Regions from separate parts of the Macaca mulatta genome. Here region 1 is linked to region 2. A link is a contact called in public Hi-C data. All regions are on one chromosome and are shown on one strand. The core of a region is the stretch at or near the end of the contact, and the rest is flanking DNA. Distances in the headings are between cores, read along the strand shown. Region 1 holds the start of ZNF281 (zinc finger protein 281). Region 2 holds the start of NR5A2 (nuclear receptor subfamily 5 group A member 2).

Evidence for each region. Hi-C and Micro-C count contacts between places; a contact is called where the count stands out from the background.
Region 1: a contact with region 2 is called in a Hi-C map of fetal cortical plate, with 1.8 times the contacts expected there. The contact joins the promoter of ZNF281 here to the promoter of NR5A2 in region 2. A contact is called at or near these places in 2 of 14 Hi-C or Micro-C datasets (fetal cortex germinal zone and fetal cortical plate).

Annotation. Positions count from the first base shown.
Region 1 is chr1:58,050,070-58,054,293 of T2T-MMU8v2.0, forward strand. ZNF281 (zinc finger protein 281) reads right to left here and starts at 2,099. Exons shown (of 3, transcript XM_078002422.1): 1 at 1,974-2,099; 2 at 1,599-1,760; 3 at 1-1,490. The coding sequence starts at 1,746.
Region 2 is chr1:57,681,113-57,685,895 of T2T-MMU8v2.0, forward strand. NR5A2 (nuclear receptor subfamily 5 group A member 2) reads left to right here and starts at 1,720. Exons shown (of 8, transcript XR_013417335.1): 1 at 1,720-2,123.

The sequences.
Region 1 (4,224 bases), core at 849-3,348, 370 kb after region 2:
CAATGGTGCCTCATTGTCCAAAACACTGACACCTGCAGACTGAATGACAGACTGTTGGGAGACCATGTGTCCTACGTTTATAGAAAAGGCACTGTTGCTGCTGGCAGTTGGTAAATATCTTCTTTTCTTTGAAAACTGCATGGCATCATCATAATTACTACTTATTTGACCTTGTTTGCCACTTGTACTTTGGAGAAGACCAATGGTCTCCACACTATTATTTGATACTATGCCAAGTGAGCCACTTGGTTTTCCAGACAAGGATTTCTGTCCTACTATGTCTGGTAATGGTGACACAAAGTTTAGGTAGTTTTTGTCTGTATTTTTTCTGCTTCCTTTCTTAAAGATCAATTTTGGCACCCTTTTCTGCAGTTCATCTATTCCAGTGCCAATTATGCCTCCACTGGAAGACACGGTAGGCATTTCTACTGAGTAACTCTGCATGTTTATATTATTTGAAATTTGTGATTCATTTGTTTTACCGGTCTTCTGTTCCTTATTTTCAATAGCTATGCTTTTTGACTTTGTTTTTCTCCTTGAAGAACTTGTATTTCCCTGAGACAACACAGCCAGATTACCCATATTGTTATGGTTTGATGACCCAGGTTCTGCACTAGTGGCTCCTTTAACTATGACTTCACCACATGTGCGCCTGTGCTTCAACAATCTATCAGTCCTTGAAAAATACTGTTGGCAAGTGTCACACTTATATGGCTTTTCTCCACTATGTGTCCTCTTGTGTCTCTCCATATGGTACTTCTGAATAAACTTCATGCTGCACTGATCACATCCAAATGGCTTCTCTCTACTATGAATTTTCTCATGTCTCTGTAGTAGGTATTTCTGAATGAAACCCATACTACACTGGCTGCACTGGAAAGGTCTTTCTCCTGTATGAATGAGGACATGTCTCCGCAGATGATAGGAGCTTCGGAAAGCAGCACTACAGTGATCACAGATATGAGGTTTCTGACTTGGGGAGAGGATGGCACCTTCTCCATCTCCAACCAAAGAAGGTTTGGAAGATGCACTTGGCTTCCTCTTGGCTTTGATTCCCTGAGATTCTGGCTTTGGCCTTTTTACCTTTTTGACATTAGTGTCCTGCTTTGGCTCCTCACTGCCATGGTGGTCATCAGTCCTGCTACTGCTGCTGAGCAATACGTCGCGGTGGTGCTGAGCTGGTTGCTGCTGGACATGCTGGTGGAGAATACTGAGGTCCTGGATGACGCCGTGACTCCCCCCTTCACCGCCTCCTAGGCCTGGAGACCTCTCTTCAGCTCCAGCGAACAGCCCCCCATAGTGGTGGTGGTGATGGTGGTGGTGGGACTGCTGCTCCTCAGGATCCGCGGGTTTCTCCTGTTTGATGCTAACCAAAGACTGCAAGAATCCCCAGGAGGTCCTCTGCGAGGGGAAGGCCGCGGCTGACGCCGCCGGCTCCTTCTTGAAAGTCATGTCCGGGGCTGGCGGAGGGGGGGGCTCAGCGGCCGGGGCTGCGGAGGTAGAGGAGGATAACACGCATTGCGGGGGAGGGGCGGCCGACCCCGCCGGCCGGGTGAAGCTGGTGACCGGGGGAAGCCGGTGGTTGAACATAACCATACCCTGGGGAAAGGTGGGTTCCATCTCTGCCCTCCTGCCGCTGCTGCTGCTGCCGCCGCCGCCGCCGCCACTACCACCGCCGCCGGAGCCGCTACCACCGCTACTGCCGGTACCTCCGCCGCCACTCAGGAACCCACTGCCGATTTTCATACCCCGGAGGAGGCCTGGCTGAGGAAAGGAGGAGGAAGAGGGAAGAGGGAGGAAAGGAGGTGGAACCGGGCCCCGGGCCGGGACCACCGCAGCGCTAAGGACCCCGCCGCGCCGCCGCCCAGACCGCAACGCGCCCAGCACTAATTCCCAGCCCAGTCGCCTCCGGCACCGGCACGCATGGTCCTGCGACTCTTCCCCAGGCCTCGCCCTCTCCCTCCTGGACCCACCGGCAACACTTACGGGTCCCGCCGCCGCCGCAGCCGCCGTCGCCTCCAGTTAATAAAAATAACGCCGTCCTCTCCACAATGGAATTAAAAGCCTCCCGTGTACTGCGCAGCCGCGGCGCAGTGTCTGCTGGGAACTCCTCGACCCGGCCAGAGGGGAGGTCTGAGGAGCCAGGGCGCCTGCGCCGCAGCTTCCGCCCGGTCTGCCTGTCAATCACTGGGGCGGTTGGGCGGAGGCGGGGGAGCAAGGGCAGGAGAGGCGGGGATTTGGAGCCCTACTAAAAAGGGGCTTTCGAGGCGCATGGGCGTGATTGGTGGGCTGCACTGAAGGAGATGAGAGTGGTTGAGGGTTTCTGGGGGGAAAACGCTCAGGAGGTGGAATCCAAGGGGCGGGAAGTTACGGGGGACTGTACTACAGCGTGGCGTGGGAGATGCAGAGAAAGAGGCTGAAAGAGAAGGTGGGGGAAACTGAGGATTCAATATTAGGGCTTTCTTCACTCTAGGTTTTGCAATCCAGGTCTTGAAATAAAATTCAAACTCAGAAGTGGATCATTGAGGGCACTTTTGATTCTATCAAGAAGCATTCAACTCCAAATGCTCAACATTTATTAAAACAGGTGCTTATGTTATCCCTTTGAATTTGGAAGCACTAATAATGGGCGCATATCCTTTGCATTTATAGGAGGAGCCTGCTTTGAAACCGCAATTAGTGGTACCGTTGCAAAAAAAAGAAAGCAAAAAAATCTTGTCTTACTGCCAACCTTCCTGAAGGCTACTGGAAGAGGAAACCGAGCGTAATCCAGGTGCAGCAGTCCTGTAAAACATGCCCACACACATACTTCATTATCATCACATCTTATTTAAATGCCCCCATACCTTAGCCTGGCTAATCAGTCTGTTTGCCATGTTATAAATGCCTGGCCCTTTATATTGTTTATGCAAAATTAACCACCAGGCCATTCTAAGAGCTCTGCTAGGATCCACTCTCCTCGCCAGTACAGAATGCCGAGAAACTCATTGCAAATTTAGAAATTTTTCTCGTAAAGGAAAGTAATGAAGTAAAATCTTAAAATCAAAGTTATATCAACAAAATCAAACAACAAATATTTATTCAGTGCCTAATGTGCACAAGGCATTCGATTTCATGTTAAGCACGCAGAAATCTAAACCAGACATTTTCCTAGCAAAGGATATTTATAAATGAGAAATTTTAAATAAAAGAACCAGAACTATGACAACAGCTTATTTACATAGTATGTTTTCTTAATGAAATTACATGTACATCACAATGTTTCTAGCTAAATAATTTCTCATAATTAAATAATAAATTCTCTGAGAAATTTCACAATCGAAACCATAGGGATTATTTACTAATACTTATGGACCTCTCTGAGCCTGCCCTAAAAAATTTAAGGACGATATTTAATGAGCATTTTGAGATAAGAAGTAATTGCTTTTTTTCTAATCCCATGAAACAACATGTAAGTATTCCACCACTTAAACTGACACTTTAATTCTGTCAAGTATAGTTGTGATATTGTGAAATATATATTTGGACTTTGAACCGTTTTGTGGCACACAACTGCTAAAATCCTTGGAATCTGCAAAGTAATAAATGTCTTTTTGTATGCTAATGAAGCGACTGATGATGGCTGGCAACCCCTTGGTAGCTTCAGGATGGGGGCTGGTCACCGGAAAGGCCAAGGCAGGATTAGAGTTTGGGACTTTCAGTCCCACCCCCCGACCTCCGGGGAGGAGAGAGGGATTGAAGGTTAAGTTGATCTCCAATGGCCAGTGATTTAATCAATCATGCCTGTGTAGTGAAGCCTCCATAAAAACCTAAAAAGGACAGGGTTTGGAAAGCTTCCTGTAAGCGAACCCGTGAAGGTTCCGGGAGGGTGGCGCACCCGGAAAGGGCATGGAAGCTCCACGCCCCTTCCCACATACCTTCCTCTATCCATCTCTTCATCTGGTGTTCATCGATAGCCTTTGTAATGTCCTTAATAGTAAACTGGAAAACGTAAGTGTTTGCCTGGGTTCTATGAGCTGCTCTAGCAAATTAATCAAGCCCAAGGAAGGGGTCATGGGAACCGCGATTTATAGCTGGTGAGTCAGAGCACGGGTAAAACAACCTGGGGCTCGTGATTGGCATCTGAAATGGGGCCAGTCTTGTAGGCCTGGGCTCTTAATCTGTGGGATCTGATGCTGTCTCCAGGTAGATAGTGTCAGAATTGAATTGGAGAACACCCCGGTG
Region 2 (4,783 bases), core at 470-2,969:
GTACTCCAGCCTGGGCAATGGAGTGAGACTCTGTCTCAAAAAAAAAAAGAAAAGAAAAAGGAAAAAAAATGACTGTCCTGGGTTTACAGGTAGCTCACACCTGTAATCCCAGCACTTTGGGAGGCTGAGGCAGGAGGATTGCTTGAGCCCAGGAGACCAATCTGGGCAATACAGCAATACACTGTCTCTACAAAAAATTTTAAAAATCAGCCAAGTGTAGTGATACACATCTGTAGTCCTAACTCAGGAGGCTAAGGCAGGAGGATTGCTTAAGTCCAGGAGTCTGAGGTTGGGTGAGCTATGACTATACGACTCCATTCCAGCCTGGGCTACAGAGTGAGATCCCATCTCTAAATAAATAAATAGACCATAAATTCTGTAAAGTGAATCTTTAGACAAAGACTACTAAATCCATCAAATGATATATGAAGTTTTGTTACAACAAATGTTTATATATTGAGTTAAAAATTATCTGTACACATACACACAACCTGCATTTACTTAGTTTAAAAGGAGTGTCAATATTAAAATTAGGGATTTTGGCCAATTTGGGTGCAGTGGCTCATGCCTGTAATTCCAGCACTTTGGGAGGCCGGGTAGATCATCTGAGGTCAGAAGTTTGAGACCAGACTGGCCAACCTGGTGAAAACCCGTCCCTACTAAAAATGCAAAAATTAGCCGGGCATGGTGGTTCGCCCCTGTTATCCCAGCTACTTGGGAGGCTGAGGCAGGAGAATTGCTTGAACCCGGGAGGCGGAGGCTGCAGTGAGCTGAGTTCATGCCACTGCACACCAGCCTGGGCGACAGAGTGAGACCCTGTCTCAAAAACAAAAATCATTTTTTGTTTTTTTGTTGTTGTTATTGTTTTTGAAGATGGAGTCTCACTCTGTCACCCAGGTTGGAGTGCAGTGGCACGATCTCAGATCGCCGCAACCTCTGCCTCCCAGGTTCAAGCAATTCTCCCGCCTCAGCCTCCCAAGTAGCTGGGATTACAGGGCTGCACCACCACGCCTGGCTAATTTTTGCATTTTTAGTAGAGATGGGGTTTCACCATGTTGGCCAGGCTGGTCTTGAACTCCTGACCTCAGGTGATCTGCCTGCCTTGGCTTCCCAAAGTGCTGGGATTACAGGTGTGAGTGACCATGCCCGGCCTAAGAATAATAACTTTATAATTATGAAAAATCTATTACATATTCATCAGTTTGCCAGCATTAATCTCAAAGCATAAGTTTTACTTTTTGGGGATAAAGAGATAGATTGTGTTTTAGCCATATGACCAATGTAGAAACAAGCTAAGGTTAACTCCTCATCTAATGAATAGGCCCGATAAAAAAGTTGGTTGACCACAACATGAATAAATAAATGACCATAAGCTTGGAAATGCTACCTCTAGTGTTTCAGAGTGTCGATCACATTTGTAGTCATCACTTAAAGAATTAATGTCTGCCAATGTTTTCATCTAAAATATATTTACAGAGGTCAGAAGAGCTATGTCCGTCCTCCTCTATGCAAAGAGGTGACGACATCAAGGGGTATGTCACAAGCCAAAGTTTAGTTAGACTAAGTTAGTTAGCTGGTTTGTAGTTTTATCCACTAAGTCTGATCTTCTGACCCCTCAGTTTTACAACTTTCCACTCTGTGCTGCACAGCACCTCTCCACTTCTGAGTTAATCATTTCTTTGCCATTATCTGGCAAGAATTCTTATCTCTTTTGCTGTCACTTTATAACAGGGTCCTCTTATCAACCTGCATAGAGTCATGTGATGAGTCAAAGCCTATCAAAAGTTTCCACTCTTCTGATTAGAAATCATCATGAAACTGGATACATGGTTTACAGCAGGTCACTAATGTTGGAAAAAGTACAGAGTCCAGGGAAAGACTTGCTTGTAACTTTATGAATTCTGGATTTTTTTTTCCCTTTGCTTTTTCTTAACTTTCACTAAGGGTTACCGTAGTCTGATGTGTCCTTCCCAAGGCCACGAAATTTGACAAGCTGCACTTTTCTTTTGCTCAATGATTTCTGCTTTAGGCCAAAGAACTGCCTATAATTTCACTAAGAATGTCTTCTAATTCGGATACTGGGGATTTACAAGAGTCTTTAAAGCACGGACTTACACCTATTGGTAAGTAGGAGTTGCTCTATTGATCATCTATTTATTCTGCTAGTACATACATATAATTTAATCTCATTGATGGATTTTGCATTTTAAGTCATGGCTTTTCCTATTATGTTTATTAAAAGCACATAATAAGCCCATGTATGTGTATCACACATTTATCTTTCTTGCAGTTCAAAAAAAGCAAATGAATATTTCAACATATGAATATTATTCATTATATCTAGTGTTTACTGGTGGCATTCTATTAGCCTAAACAGCGAGAAAATATAATTTATAATTTAACAATTTCAACTTTAATATTTGCTGATAATTTTAATCAGAAATAATAAGCTAAAATTTGAACAATTTGAAACAAGTTAATCATATTGACTGATCACTGATCAAACTTTAACAGATAGCTGTCAAGTATTTGTTACTTTTCAACCCACACAAAAGTATGGTGTCTCATTCTCTGCTTATACTGTAAAAACTTTTCATTTTATCTTCCTGGGGAATGAAAGCCATGCCCCCCCGCCAAAAAATAAAACCCAAAAAACTAGACCATCACTAATAAAGGATTTGAAGTTAAGAGCTACTGTTTTTTTTTTTTTTTTTTGCAACAATTAGTATATTTTGTTTTTACAAACAGAAATAAGTAAATAAAGCTACTTTTCATTTAAAAAATAGAGTTACAAACTTGTGAATTTTATAGCAAGACTACATTCAATTAATCCTAAAAGTAAAGGACTAAAGGGAAGTGATTCTCAGTGGTCTGTAATTGTCTGTTGGAAGTCATGCCCTTCTGCCTTTCCCCCGGTTTTTGAAGGACCTGTGTCTTTTCTGGTAGCATTTTCCTAGGCTTTCGGACTGGAACTTCCCTCCGAATTTGCAGGGGCCTGTCATGAGCTCTGAGTCTCAGCTCCATTGTAACAAGAAAGAAAAACCCAGGCTTGAGTTTTTCCTCTTTTTTCCTTCCGAGTCAGCTGACTCCACAGAATGCAGTGATTGCTTTTTTTTATGGGCCAACTACACCCTAAAGTATATCACTTGAGGAAATGTTTACCAAAAATGTTCTATACTTACGAAAAAGAAAACACGGGGAAGGCAAGCAGGGTGTAACACACAATCAATTGTTCTGCAGATAACACAGAAAATACAGGCACAAGAAAGATGAGAGAGAAGCACAAAACGATTTCGCATCTTTTTCGTCGGTCTGAACCGCCGCGGTGTGCAGGCGAGGAGTCCTTCCCGGCAGCTCCGCGCAGCTCCCGCTCCGTGGCGAGGGCCGCAGCTAGAGCGCGCTCGGGCGGGAGACGCGGACTGAGCGCGCACGGGGGACGCGCGCTCGGGGGCTCGCGCCCGCGCGGGCGGTCTTGGGCTCTTGCCGCGCGCAGCCCCAGCTGGTCGCTGCCAAAATAGAGTTGAGCTGGGTCGGGAGACCACACACGCCGATCCCCCGCTGTCTCCCCCAGACCCCAAGGGTGAATTAAAGAGGGTAAGGTAGGGGAAGGAGACGCTGTTGCACTTCTCTCTGCAACCCGGGAAGAACTGTATTTCCACCGACCGCACCCGCAACTCACATAGCAAGGAACCGAGGCGGGTACACGCTGAGCGTAAACAGAGAACACCTGCAGCTTTGGAATCCGTCCCACCGCAGAGGGCTGGGAACCGGAGGACTGTCGGTCCAGCCCATGAGAGGCTGCTGGGGACTAAGCCTCAAGAAAAGTACCGAAGAAGGCTCTCCCCTGGCCTCAGCGAGCCTACCCCAACATCCTAAACCTGTGCAGGCACTTCCGGGCGCCGGATTCCGGGATAACAAAATTCCAGTTTCCGGTAAAAGAGACCTCTTTCAGGATCTTATTCGCAGCCACCCGCCCCTTCCCAACTCAAGCACACCCCCTCCGCCTCCTGGTATTGCAGCCCCGCAGGTGGTTGTGAGGTGTCCGCATCTGCAACATCTTAGTGACCCCGAGGCGACTTTGGCACCGAGAGATCGTCTGTTTAACCTCGTAGCCTCCAGGAGGGTGCTGACCGTCGTTCCCAGGGTGAATGGCTGGACAGAGCCATCCAAAGGGCTGAGGCAGAGGAAGAGAGGGCGGTGAGGAGCCATCAGACTGAACTGTTGCATTGAAGGGCCTGACCCGATTCCTGAAGGAGAGATGCTCTTTGAATGGGTCTTTCTGATTTGCCCAGGGCAGCCCCACTGGGAAGAACCCACGGGTGCAGCTGTAGAGAGTGACTGAGGGTCTCGAGAGTAGCTTTCAGATGGCAAATTGCAAGTTGGGTTGTGTTGAGTCGTTCACAAAACTGAGCCCGGTGTATGTAGACATCAGTCAGGGTTTACAATTCTACATTTAATTCAGTTGTGTTGTACTAGGAAATGGGCCTCGTTTTATTTAAAAAGCGACTCCATGGTTTTTAACTAGGGACTACATCTTGTATGCACACTGATGGTTACATGAAAGTTTTGTGTAGATGTCTGTGCTTGTATAGAAAAGCAGAATTGAGATAAAGTTGTTCCTTCTGCCTACCTGCAAGATAATCATTCAATGTAGTGTAAGAGCAGCACGCTCAGGTTATAACTAGATTGCTCCCTTAAAGTTAACTAACTCTGGGACGCTGGTCAAACTCTTGGTTTCTCGTCTCTGTTTTCTTCTTTCTCCCAGATAGGATGATTCTATTGA